Regions from separate parts of the Danio rerio genome. Here region 1 is linked to region 2. The links are chromatin contacts, called in public Hi-C maps. All regions are on one chromosome and are shown on one strand. Each heading gives the region's core, a stretch centred on a gene start, on an enhancer-like site or on the middle of the called end of the contact. The rest is flanking DNA. Distances are from core to core; before and after follow the strand shown. Region 1 overlaps opa1 (OPA1 mitochondrial dynamin like GTPase). Region 2 overlaps LOC137490239 (a long non-coding RNA gene).

Region 1 (5,975 bases), core at 1,531-4,030, 280 kb before region 2:
ACATTGACTATGTTTATCACAAATAATGTGATTATTTTGGGCTTAATTGCAATATAATGTTTTAATGTCAGGAGCAAAGCTGAAAAATCCTGTTTCCATTATTCATATTATTCTCTAAGAAATATGGTTATTTTTCTTACCGTCATAAGACGATATTGGAAAAATGAAACTTTGAGATATTTTATTTTTCTTTGATAATCAATAACTATAAATACACTTTGCCAAGATGGTGTATTTGACACTTTTTTTGGGCATCTAACTGTTTTCAGGTACAGAAATTGAAAAATCACAATGCCCAAAAATGCTTTTCTTACTTTGCTTTGTCCAAATATCTAAAAATTCTTAGTTTTTTCCCTAAAACAAACAACTTTATCTGCCAATAGTGTACATAATATAATCTTATGTTTGCTTTGAAATGTAGATTTTGGTACTTGAAACGCCAAAAATTCTAAATAAATAAATAAAAACATTTCAAATAAATAGTTAAATACAATTAATCTTTGTTGCAACTCCAAACATCATAATTTATTGTGTCCAAATGCTTTGAACTCTCTTAAAAACACATTATAAACTTTTACTCTATCCGCTTGTTAAGTGGTGACGTGTTGGTGACGTATGTAATACTGTTTCTGGGTCCAAGCAGTCACTCATTTGAGTTGAGAAATCATTCGTTTATCATCACTTTTTATTCATATCACACATTAAAATTAATTTAAGATGAAGTCATAGTGTACACAACAATCTCTGGGCTTGCTGCATCACAAATACCAAAATTTTAACAATTTATAAAAAAATGAATCACTTTCTGGCCATTGGATATTAGGCATGGACATATATATTGCGATTGTGATTTTCGAAAGTATTAAATTGCTTTAAAAACGTGTATTATTACCATTTCATGAGTCTCCCCATTCAGTTGAACAGAGCGCTTGGACCCGGAAGCCGCTTTGCATGACGTCACACTTAACAAGCAGATAATGGTTAAACATATTAGTGACTCTACAAATCACCTGTTCTGTAGCTTAACTATAATTCTGACTCGATGTTGCATATCCTGTGATGTTACTTTTGTGGTTGCACACTTTGCGATATCGATGCTTTAACAATATATTGTGCAGCCCTACTTCACAGCACAGGTGTTGAAATTAGAGTAAGTGTTTCTGACCGCTGTTTTGATTTATTTCTGTCTAATGCAAAACACGCAGTATGGTTGCATATAGTGCTGTTTTTCCACCAGAGAAATGTGATGTTAATGCAACTTCTGCTTGGATTGTGCTGTGGATTGGATTGCGCTGCCGTCATGTTATATGGGAGCAAAAGTGGCTGCGAGTTTAAAGTATAAAGCACAGAAATATAGTGTATCATATGTGTGTGCATGTGATATGTACTGTTGAAGTCTAAATTATTAGCCAACCCCCCCCCCGTTTGTTTTTTTTCCCCAATTTCTGTTTAGCGGAGAGAAAATTTTTTTCAACACATTTCTCAACATAAATGTTTTAATAACTCATTTCTAATAACTGATTACTTTTATCTTTGCCATGATATTTTCTATACAACTTCTATACAGCTTAAACTGACATTTAAAGGCTTAACTAGGTTAACTAGGCAGGTTAGGGTAATTAGACAAGTTATTGTATTACAATGGTTTGTTTTGTAGACTATCAGGAAAAAGATACAACTTAAAAGTGCTAATAATTTTGACCTTGAAATGGTTTTAAAAAAAATTAAAAACTGCTTATATTCTAGTCAAAATGTAACAAATAAAACGTTCTCTAGAAGAAAAAATATTATCAGACATACTATGAAAATTATCATACTATGATATGACATCATTTGGAAAAAAAAAAAATTCAAAGGGGGGCTAATAATTCTGAATTCAACTGTATGTGCATGTATTATTTCATAATACAAATCTAAATACATTTAACTGCAATCATAATGTTAAAAACTATAGAAGCATCACCACTGTTTGTAAAAAATTCATAAATCCCAAATAACTAAGAAATGAATACGAGTTGTGTAATTATTGTCATGGCTTTTCAGTCAAAATGGTTGAAAACTACTGCGTTAGTGCTATAGCACAAAATGAATAGTGAGTGATATGTATGTGTGTATGATATGCTTACGTGTATATTATTTTCATAATTCAAATATAAATAAATTTTACTCAAATCACAAATTTAAAAACTATGGAAACATCACCATAGTTAGTAAAACGTCCATAAGTTTCAAATAACTCAAAACATATCTGAGTTCTGTAGTTATTGTCTGGACTGTACAACCATAATAGTTAAAAACTACTGCGTTAGTGCTAAAATCTAGTGTTTGTAAACATTGAAATAATAAAGGAACATAGGAACATTGTCTTGCTTTTTGTTTTACCATTTCTATTTTTAGTCCTTAATAAGATGCTGATTTTCAAGGGCATTTTGAGAAGCGTTGTCCACATCAGCTCTCATGAGACCCAGTAAATAAACCCTAATAGAATCCAAACCAAACAGCTCGACAGCCACTTAACTCTGAAACCCAGAGCCTGTTCCCCAGTCCTGCGCGCGCTGATTTTCGTCACACCTCACCCCGGCATCAGACTTTCTGCTGCAGGCACGTTTTAGGCCTCCGCGCTGCCAATTAACAGGCCACCGCTGCTAACGCTCTGCCTGGAGATTTATTGCCTGACCCGGGACGCTCCTCAAACCTTTGTGTGGGCTATCGATCTCTACAGCTGCACTGGGGCCGGCCCGATAACCAGAGCAATTAGCGTCATCTCCATTGTGTGAGCGAGACGGCCGGCCCGAGTGTGTGCTGGGGACATGAGGCCCCTTGGGGACGTGGGGTTGCTGATACAGTGCACGCTTGGCTCCAGATGCATTGATCACGGCTGCGGCACAGTCTATCTGGTGGTTGGGTCTGTGTACAGAGGGAGATGGGAAGAAGCGTCTGAGGAATAGGGCTGTTGTCATTGGAAAGTTTGTTTTGGTCAAAAGTTTGCTTTATTGTTTTTGGAGACTAAGTGAACTTAATTAATTGGTTTATTCAAGTATTCGTTGTTTAACATTCATCTGTTCTGGGATGCGTTTCCCAAACAACAGCGTAAATCGTGGCTGATCTACAATAGTAAGATGCATCATTTGGGAAAAGATTGATGTTGTGACGAGTGTTTCCCAAAACTGTAATTGCTCTATTGCAGATCCGTTGTTCGAGTCACGTTAGTTGGCTAACGATGGTTTTCAGAAACGGACCCCTGATCACTGTTGGGGAAAGTTACTTTTGAAAGAAAAAATTACTATATTAAGTTACTCTAAAAAAAAAAAAATGTTGTGTTACTAAGTTTCTTTTAGGAGATCTTTTGGGATTTTTTCCTTTTTTTAATAGCAGCTCTGCAATTAACAACACACATTTACCTTTAAAAAACATTTTAAAAATTATAAATTAGGTTAACGTTAGATTCTGTGAACTTTCTGATTCCAGAGCTATACATGCGGTATATACAGTTTATTGAAAGTTTAAAGCAAAGTGTTTGCTACTTTTTGTTTTAAACATTTGAAAGGAATAGGTTATAGGGGAATAACTGCAAATAGAACACAACCTGGAACTATGCTTCTAACTACAGCTCTAGAGGTTTAGTTCAAATGCACAAGTAGCGACGCAGTTTGCGAATGTTTAGAATGATGGATTCGGGAAACACAAAATTAATTAATTGTTTGTAACATCGGAACTTGCGACTTTAGTTGGCTAATGATAGTTTTCTGAAACACACCCCTGATCAGTGTTGGGGTGTTGGTTATTTTTTGAATTAATAAATTACGATATTGAGTTACTCTCCAAAAAAGTAACTATCTGCATTACTTATTTACATTTTATGGTAAGTAATGCAGTACTATTGAGTTACTTTTGCATTTTTTTCTTACCCGGCTTGAGACTTGATCTCTTTCAGAACTTTTAGGGTCTTTTCCTATGTATTTTAATGGGAGTTTTGCAGTTAACAACACACTGTTTGACTTTCATTTACCTTTAAAAAAAAGCACTTAAAAAATATAATTAAGGATAACGTTAGATTCTGACAACTTCCTGACTCCAGAGCAATACGTGCAGTATATACATTTTAATGAAAATTTAAAGCAACGTGTTCGTTATTTTTTGTCCTAAACATTTGAAAGGAATAGAGCATAGAGGGGATAACTGCAAACTGAACACAACTGGGAACTATTTCTCTAACTACAGCTCTAGAGGTGTAGTTCAAACAGTTTGCAAATGTTTGTTGGAACGATGGATTTGGGAAACACTTAATTAGCTAATTGTATGTAACAACGGAACTTGCGACCTCAGTTTGCTAACGATGGTTTTCGGAAATGCCCCCCTGATCAGTGTTAGGGAAAGTTACTTTTAAAAGTAATAAATTACGACATTGGGTTACTCTCCAAAAAAGTAACTAGCTGCGTTACTTGGGTATAACCTAAAATAATCTAAACTGACCCAGATTTTCTTTGCTGTGCAGCTTCTCGATTTAACCTGGAGACTGAGTGGAAGAACAACTATCCTCGCTTACGAGAGCTGGACAGGGTAAGAAATCAGCGGGTTGAACTAAACTAAACTACATTTTTAAGTCTTGCACACTTTGCTGAATTTTAGTTTAGTATTCTAATTTAAAATTGTCGAAAGTAATTGGTGCATCATTAGTGCGGTTCCTCGCCCCAAAAAAGCACTTAAATCATGTAATAATCATGCAACAATGTAATAATAATCATGTGTGGTAAAACCAAAGCTGAAGTATATGTTTTCTAACTGTCATACCATGTTCCTAATTCATAGAACGAGCTCTACGAGAAGGCCAAAAATGAGATCTTGGATGAGGTGATCAGCTTGAGTCAAGTTACACCAAAACACTGGTGAGCATTTATCTTTTGCAAAACTGCTATGAAATTAGATGTACTCAATCGATTGAGCATTTTTTAAAATCAAATTAATATCATAATATCAATGTACCCTGTGCGAATTATTGTTCATTTTGTTTGACCTATTTAAAAAGTAACTAAATTGTAACTGACTACAAAATGTCTACAAACTAGAATTGCTTTTATTGTACAACGTGAGCTTGCATCACAAAACTGCAACAAAGCTCAGTTAAACAGGCACATAATCAGGGCTTGAGGACTTCTTTCCACATTATCAGGTTTCTCAGTAGCAGAAGTTGTCAAAGTTTGGTAAACCTAGAATTCAGTGATCGCGAGAATTGTTTTACAATCCTATTTGCTGAAGTAATAAAAGAAAATACCATGATGATGTTACAAAGACTTTTAAAAAAGGAAAAAAATTGCAGCCAGCCGCCTTTTCTTTCTTTCTTTCTTTCTTTCTTTCTTTCTTTCTTTCTTTCTTTCTTTCTTTCTTTCTTTCTTTCTTTCTTTCTTTCTTTCTTTCTTTCTTTCTTTCTTTTTTTCTTTCTTTCTTTCTTTCTTTCATTCATCCATTTATCCATTCATCCATCCATCCATCCATCCATCCATCCATCCATTGCGGAAGTCTTTTATTTAAAGTTGTAAATTCTCCTTCTTTTCTTGCATCAATAATTGCTAGCTAGAGTAAAAAAATCAAACACATAATAATGTGGATATAAAGCATAAAGTTATTGTAAATGTGGTTTGTTTTCACAGCTCCTTTAGTTATTAACAGGGAATATTTCATTATTAATCATAAGTGAAAAAAAAAATACAGTGTTTTGTGGAGGTTGAAACTATTACAATATAAATACTTATTTAAAATATTCAAGAATCCGGACTTAATCATATTTATTAAATGATGATGCTTTGAAGTGATCATTTCTCCATCCTTGTTTTTTTCCTTGTGTCCTCCTGTTGCATCCTGAAGGAAGCTAAGATGCAAGGAAATTAAAAATTAAAGGAAAATAGCCAAAATCAGGAACTAAATGAAGGAAATTGAGAGGCACCAATTCCTTCCTAACTAACTAACTAACTAACTAA
Region 2 (5,658 bases), core at 1,303-3,802:
TATATATATATATATATATATATATATATATTTGTATATATGGATTACTTTATTTGTAATCCATATATACAGTTGAAACCAGAAGTTTACATACAATGGAACATAACCATTAAAAAAAAATGTCTGATGTTAAATCATACTAAATGTTTACTATTTTAGTTCCGTTAGATATCCTAAATGATTTACATTTGCTAAATGGCAGAATAATTAGAGAATTTTTATTTTGAGAATTATCCTTGAGGAGGGTATCCTTTCACAAGCGTCTCACAATAGTTTAAAGAAATTTTGGCCCATTACTCCTGACAGATTTGGTGTAGTCAGATTTGTAGGCTGTCTTGCTTGCACAAGCTTTTTCAACTCTGCGCACAAATTTGAGAGGATTGAGATCAGGGCTTTGTGATGGCCACTTCAAAACATTCACTCTGTTGTCCTTAAAGCACATTGTAACTAATTTGGCTGTATGCTTAGGGTCATGGTCTGTTTGGAAGAGCCATTTGTGGCCAAGTTTTAATTTCCTGGCTGATGTCTTGAGATGTTGCTTCAGTATTTCTACATAATGTCCTTTCTTCATGATGTCATCTATGCTGTCAAGTGGACCAGTTCCTCCTACAGGAAACAGTCGGACAACATGATGCTGCCACCCCCATACTTCACAGTTGGTATGGTGTTCCTAGACTTGTAAGCTTTCCCCTTTGTCCTCCAAATGTAACACTGGTCATTGTGGCCAAACAGTTTAATCTTATTTCCATCAGACCACAGGACATGTCAAAAAATTATTATTTTCCCAGTGTAATTTAGCAAATTGTAATCTGACTTTTTTTGTGGATTCTGGCTTGTTGATTTTCCCATGTTGTCACAAAATGAAGCAGTGTTTTTGAGGTTTTCCTTAAATACTATTCTACAGTTGTGCCTGCAATTAACTCAATTGTCAATTAGCCAATCAGAAACTTCCAAAACCTTGACACCATCATCTGAGCTTTTTTCAGAGGCATAATATTCTTATTGTATGTAAACTTGGCTTTCAAGAAAAGTTATAACAATTACTAAAAATATATCTCTCATTATTCTGCTATTAACCATAGCAGAAACAAATTTGATAATCCTAACTTACCTAAAAAAGAAAAAGTTTATTCACATTAACATCTGACTTTTTTTTAAATGGTTATGTGCCTTTTTATACAATGTATGTAATCTTCTGGTTTCAACTGTACAAATCAAGTCAACATCATCATTAAAAAAAAAAATTCTGAAAAAAAAGGAAACATATTCAACATTGTCATTGTCACTGCTGTTAAGAACACATCACATTTGTGATTTCTAGATTTACAGTAATTGCTATTTAAAACAAATATGCCACGTGGGCAATGAATGACTGCTGACATGTCAATGATGATTAACCTAAACTTTCAAAGCTAAGCTAAATATTTTCGAAACAAATAAGCATAAACATGCTACACTTTTCCCTGTTTTCCTACTTTACAAAATGCACACAAGACGTATTGTATAAAACACTGAAAGATTATGTATGCAAAAGCTCTATTAGCACAAAGCATCACAGAGCAAACTGTCTGTTTCCCTGCTAAACTGCATCTATGAATCAATTCAAAAGGCTTTCATTTAACAATTTAAAGGAAATGAAATGCAGTCGTACGATGCAAGCGTCTTTCAATCTGCCCACATCATTCCATATCCTGTCAGTTTCTTTATGGCACAACAAAGCCGAAATAACGATAAGCACCTGGATCTCCACGGACTCCGTGTTAGAACCAATTGGCGGTTACTGATAAATTAGGGTGGGATCCAAACTGGTCATGACACTCACTGACTCCCTTCAGGTTGACGTCAGCGACATGAAGTGACTCTTTATGTGCAGCACGTCCTGTGGCTGGAATGTACCGCAATAAAGAGGCAGAGAAGCGTCTGAGTGAAGGAGAAAGAAAGAAGCAGTGACAGCCTCCCTCCCGAAAAACACCCCGTGAGAATTCACTCCTACACGTCTGGGCTTCGCATGTGCCATGTTTACAATCACACAAACCATGTGTTGCACTTTCCAGGCCTCAGACGCCTCAAAAGCATCGCGAGCGCCCTGAAAGACTTCAAATCACCTTGCTTGATAAATGTGGACATAAATTTCCCGCAACCAGCCTGTGAACTTTTGCCATTCTGCGCTCTGCTTTAAAACTACAATTTGTGGCGTGCATCACAGTGCGGTTTAAGTGCTCTTGAAAGGCTACATTTTTCCTGAATGACAAAAATAAGATTAACAAAAAAAATTGGTATCCTTTTCCATAGAGGAAGACAGGCTTTCTTCAGCGTAGATTATATCCTTTGAGCAGAATCACAGATGTTGACACTGTTGTGCTAGGTTAAGATAGACTCTAAAGCCCATTGTTTCCCTTCACTTTCATTCGTTATTGTATTTTTTTTTTTTTTCAAACTTTTTCTCCCACTCTTGCTTTCCGGCTTGCCCCCTCCGCTCTGATACTTGGCCCTGGCCAGTCGGACTGTGCTGAAAGGCCTTTAGATGGTGACTAGAGCTCCAGGGGGTCTTTCTGCCAACCATGGCCTGGGGAAAGGGCTGTATTGTGGAGATCAGCAGGCAGTCCCGGCTTCCTCAGTGGCCTCCGTCCAATAAGAATAATGTGAGTGCCAGGGTTAAGGGTCACCCAACTTCTAGAGTCTCCCCCACTGGGCTTTCACTATACCTGCCCTATCCCTATCAGTGCATCTGGTCAAGAGACGACAACAACTAGAGAAACGCCATCAAGAAACAGGCTCTTAACACTAAGTGGAATTTGGATAATTCTATTCTGTATTCTAATTTGGCCTTTTTAACATGGTCAAAACCACAGCGTGTCTGCATAGATACATGACAGAGATTAAAGAGCAATTGAAAAAAAGTTGTTTTTGCCTTGTACATATTTGCACGCCTAGTAATAATCAACAAAAACTTTTAAACAAAGAAACTGACAGCACGAGTGTTTAAATGTACAGACATGCAGACATGAGCCATAGAATGTTAATGTTAAAACATACAAACAGATTGTTTGTTGCTCGAGTTACAAATTACAAATAATAATTTTTTTTTTCTTGACACAGTGGTTATTTTCTTTAGTTTTCAGTTCTTTTTGGTAACCTCATTTAGTCTAAATAAAAATATAACATATTTATAGATATTACTTTGCCAGAAACACTGTAAAAAGTGATTTAATTTATTTTAATTAAAATAAAGTAACTCACTTTATTTAAAAAGTAAGCAAAACCATTGCTTTTGAAGTGATTAGTTGACTGAAAAAGTGAGTAAATTAATTATTACTATAATTATAAAAATAAGTTAACAAAATACTCCCAGTACTGGGTTGCACATGGAAGGGTATCTGCTGTGTAAAACATATGATGGATAAGTTGGCAGTTTATTTCACTGTGGCGACCCCTGATGAATAAAAAGAACTAAGCCAAAGAAAAATGAATAAATGTTAACAAAATAGTTCACCCTAACATGTCAGTTAAAACGTTTACTCACCCTTTGCTTGTTTCATGTCTTTGAGTTTCTTTCTTCTGTAAAAATTAATAAATTAGAAAATAATAATAGTAAAATGAAATAGGAAAAAAACATGTGTGAGGCGGAAGTGTATATCAACAATTGGCAACAATTCTGCGACAGTTCTTACAAATGACCTGTTTTTGTTTGGTGTCTGTGACTTTAAAACCAAGATATTCTTATAATATCAATGTAATGTTTTTCTTTGATATTAATTCCTCTATTAACGGTTCTGAAGTGGCAAATGCCATCATCCTACTTGTTCGCACTTACCTGTTGGTTTGTTATTTATTGTGGATGTTCTACATAGTTTGGTTGTGCAATTTTGCTAATAAAACGGTCACACACAGACAGCAATCACGCATTAGCTCTGGGTGAGGAAAAATAAAAAAATATATATATTTTATATCGCAGCCTCTTGCGATTATCTAATCACAACATTTCAAACGTGATTGCGATATGATTTCGATTAATCACACAGAGTTGAGTCATACAAAAAATGTAACATATTTTAAAAGGAGGCCTGGCACATAACCCCACCCCTGAATCCATAGGGGATTTATTAGGGGATAAGCAAAACATACTAAATTTTACAAATAAGATTTTAATGAATTAGCCTCTAAATCAAAAAGTTACGAATTTCCATTAGATAGCGTTGGGAAACCTGTAAAAATTGACTTCCATAGTATCTGTTTTTCCTATATGGAAGTTCTAGCTTTCTTAAAAAATGTTTTTGAGTTTTTTTTTTTTTTTTTTGCTTTTTTTCAACAGATGAAAGAAACAAAGACAAAGAAAAATGTTTGGAACAACTTGAGGGTAAGTAAATAGTGAATAAATAAATTTTTGAGTGAACTATCCCATATTTAGACTTAATAGTCAACTTAATAGTCAACTACTGTAGTTTCAATAGTTTCAACTCAATAGTTTCAAGCTACAAATTTACTTTTTTTATTTTTGTCAACTGTTCACTTTTAGGGCAACGGATTACTGACTTTTTAAAGTAAAGTAATTAATAGCTTTTTAGTAAAATAAGTCAAGTAAAATGTATTTAAAAGTAACCCTGGTTTGATTTTTTGAAGAGCACAACTAACAGCAGTTTAATTTAGTAAATATCATTTAACAAACACACAAATTGAACAATCCAAAAACATCCAGTCAATCACAAGTTTTTTAAAAACCTGGTAGCAATTTTATTGACACTTTTAATGTTTCTGTAATGCAGCCTAAAAAAGAGAAAAAAAAAACTTAACATTATAGCTCATGGCTTAACAAGCTACAAAGTACCTTCCCCAACACCACTGACAATGAACAGGACAATCTACTGCTGTGTTTTGCTCCAGCAGTTTTGTTTAATGTGTGAAAGGGTCATCTCTGTGTGTGCACTGCACATGTATGCCGTTTCATCACGGGACTGGATGCCTGAAGACAGAGTATGTCAAACATTCAGTCATGCTTTAAGCCAGATCTCTCCTTCACCTTCTTATCTTGACATCGCGCTTTAGCACCGGGGAGTTCCAAACCTCATGCCCACATGGCTCATCAGCCAGCAGAACATAAACATCTGAGTGAAAGCCAGGGAATGAACCACTACTTAACTTCAGTGCATGTCTATTACCAGCACCATTTCTGTAAAGCCATAAAGCCATCCGTTTGTCTCCTGGGTAACCATAATTTAAATATTGTAGGGATGGGTGATTTAAACTGTATTACACATTTATTATTATTTTTTTTTTTCGGATATGCATTGCAATGACGATATCATTGACGCATATGCACTGTATAAACAGGGAGGCATACAAAAGAGATACTGTTCATATACTACTTAATTCAGACTGGAAGCACCCTCATGTATATTCTTCACATATGAATCACAGTATAAGACATCGAGCAACCACTGTAGCTGAGTAAAGTAATAGTTTAAAATTCTGTCATTATGTACTCATCCTTTTCTCGTTTCAAACCTTTATTATATTTTATTTTATTCTGCTAAACACAAAAGAAAATATATTGAAAAATGCTGGAATCCTGTAACCAGTGAATTCCATATTTGTTTTTCCTACAAATCAATGGTCAATTTTTACAGGTTTTCAGTTTTCTTCAAAATATCTTCTTTAGTG

Evidence for each region. Hi-C and Micro-C count contacts between places; a contact is called where the count stands out from the background.
Region 1: a contact with region 2 is called in a Hi-C map of an unstated tissue, with 3 times the contacts expected there. The contact joins two enhancer-like sites. A contact is called at or near these places in 8 of 18 Hi-C or Micro-C datasets (caudal fin, embryo, fibroblasts and 2 more).

Annotation. Positions count from the first base shown.
Region 1 is chr6:39,318,751-39,324,725 of GRCz12tu, reverse strand. opa1 (OPA1 mitochondrial dynamin like GTPase) reads left to right here. Exons shown (of 29, transcript NM_001007298.1): 18 at 4,496-4,560; 19 at 4,810-4,886. Among named protein-coding and RNA genes, the nearest start is that of opa1, 31 kb to the left of the region's middle. Within about 2 kb of position 2,780, at least 11 of the 62 cell types and tissues checked have an H3K27ac peak or open chromatin away from gene starts, as enhancers often do.
Region 2 is chr6:39,035,770-39,041,427 of GRCz12tu, reverse strand. The region is part of intron 1 of LOC137490239 (a long non-coding RNA gene); the gene reads right to left. Among named protein-coding and RNA genes, the nearest start is that of lrrc15, 21 kb to the right of the region's middle. Within about 2 kb of position 2,552, at least 20 of the 62 cell types and tissues checked have an H3K27ac peak or open chromatin away from gene starts, as enhancers often do.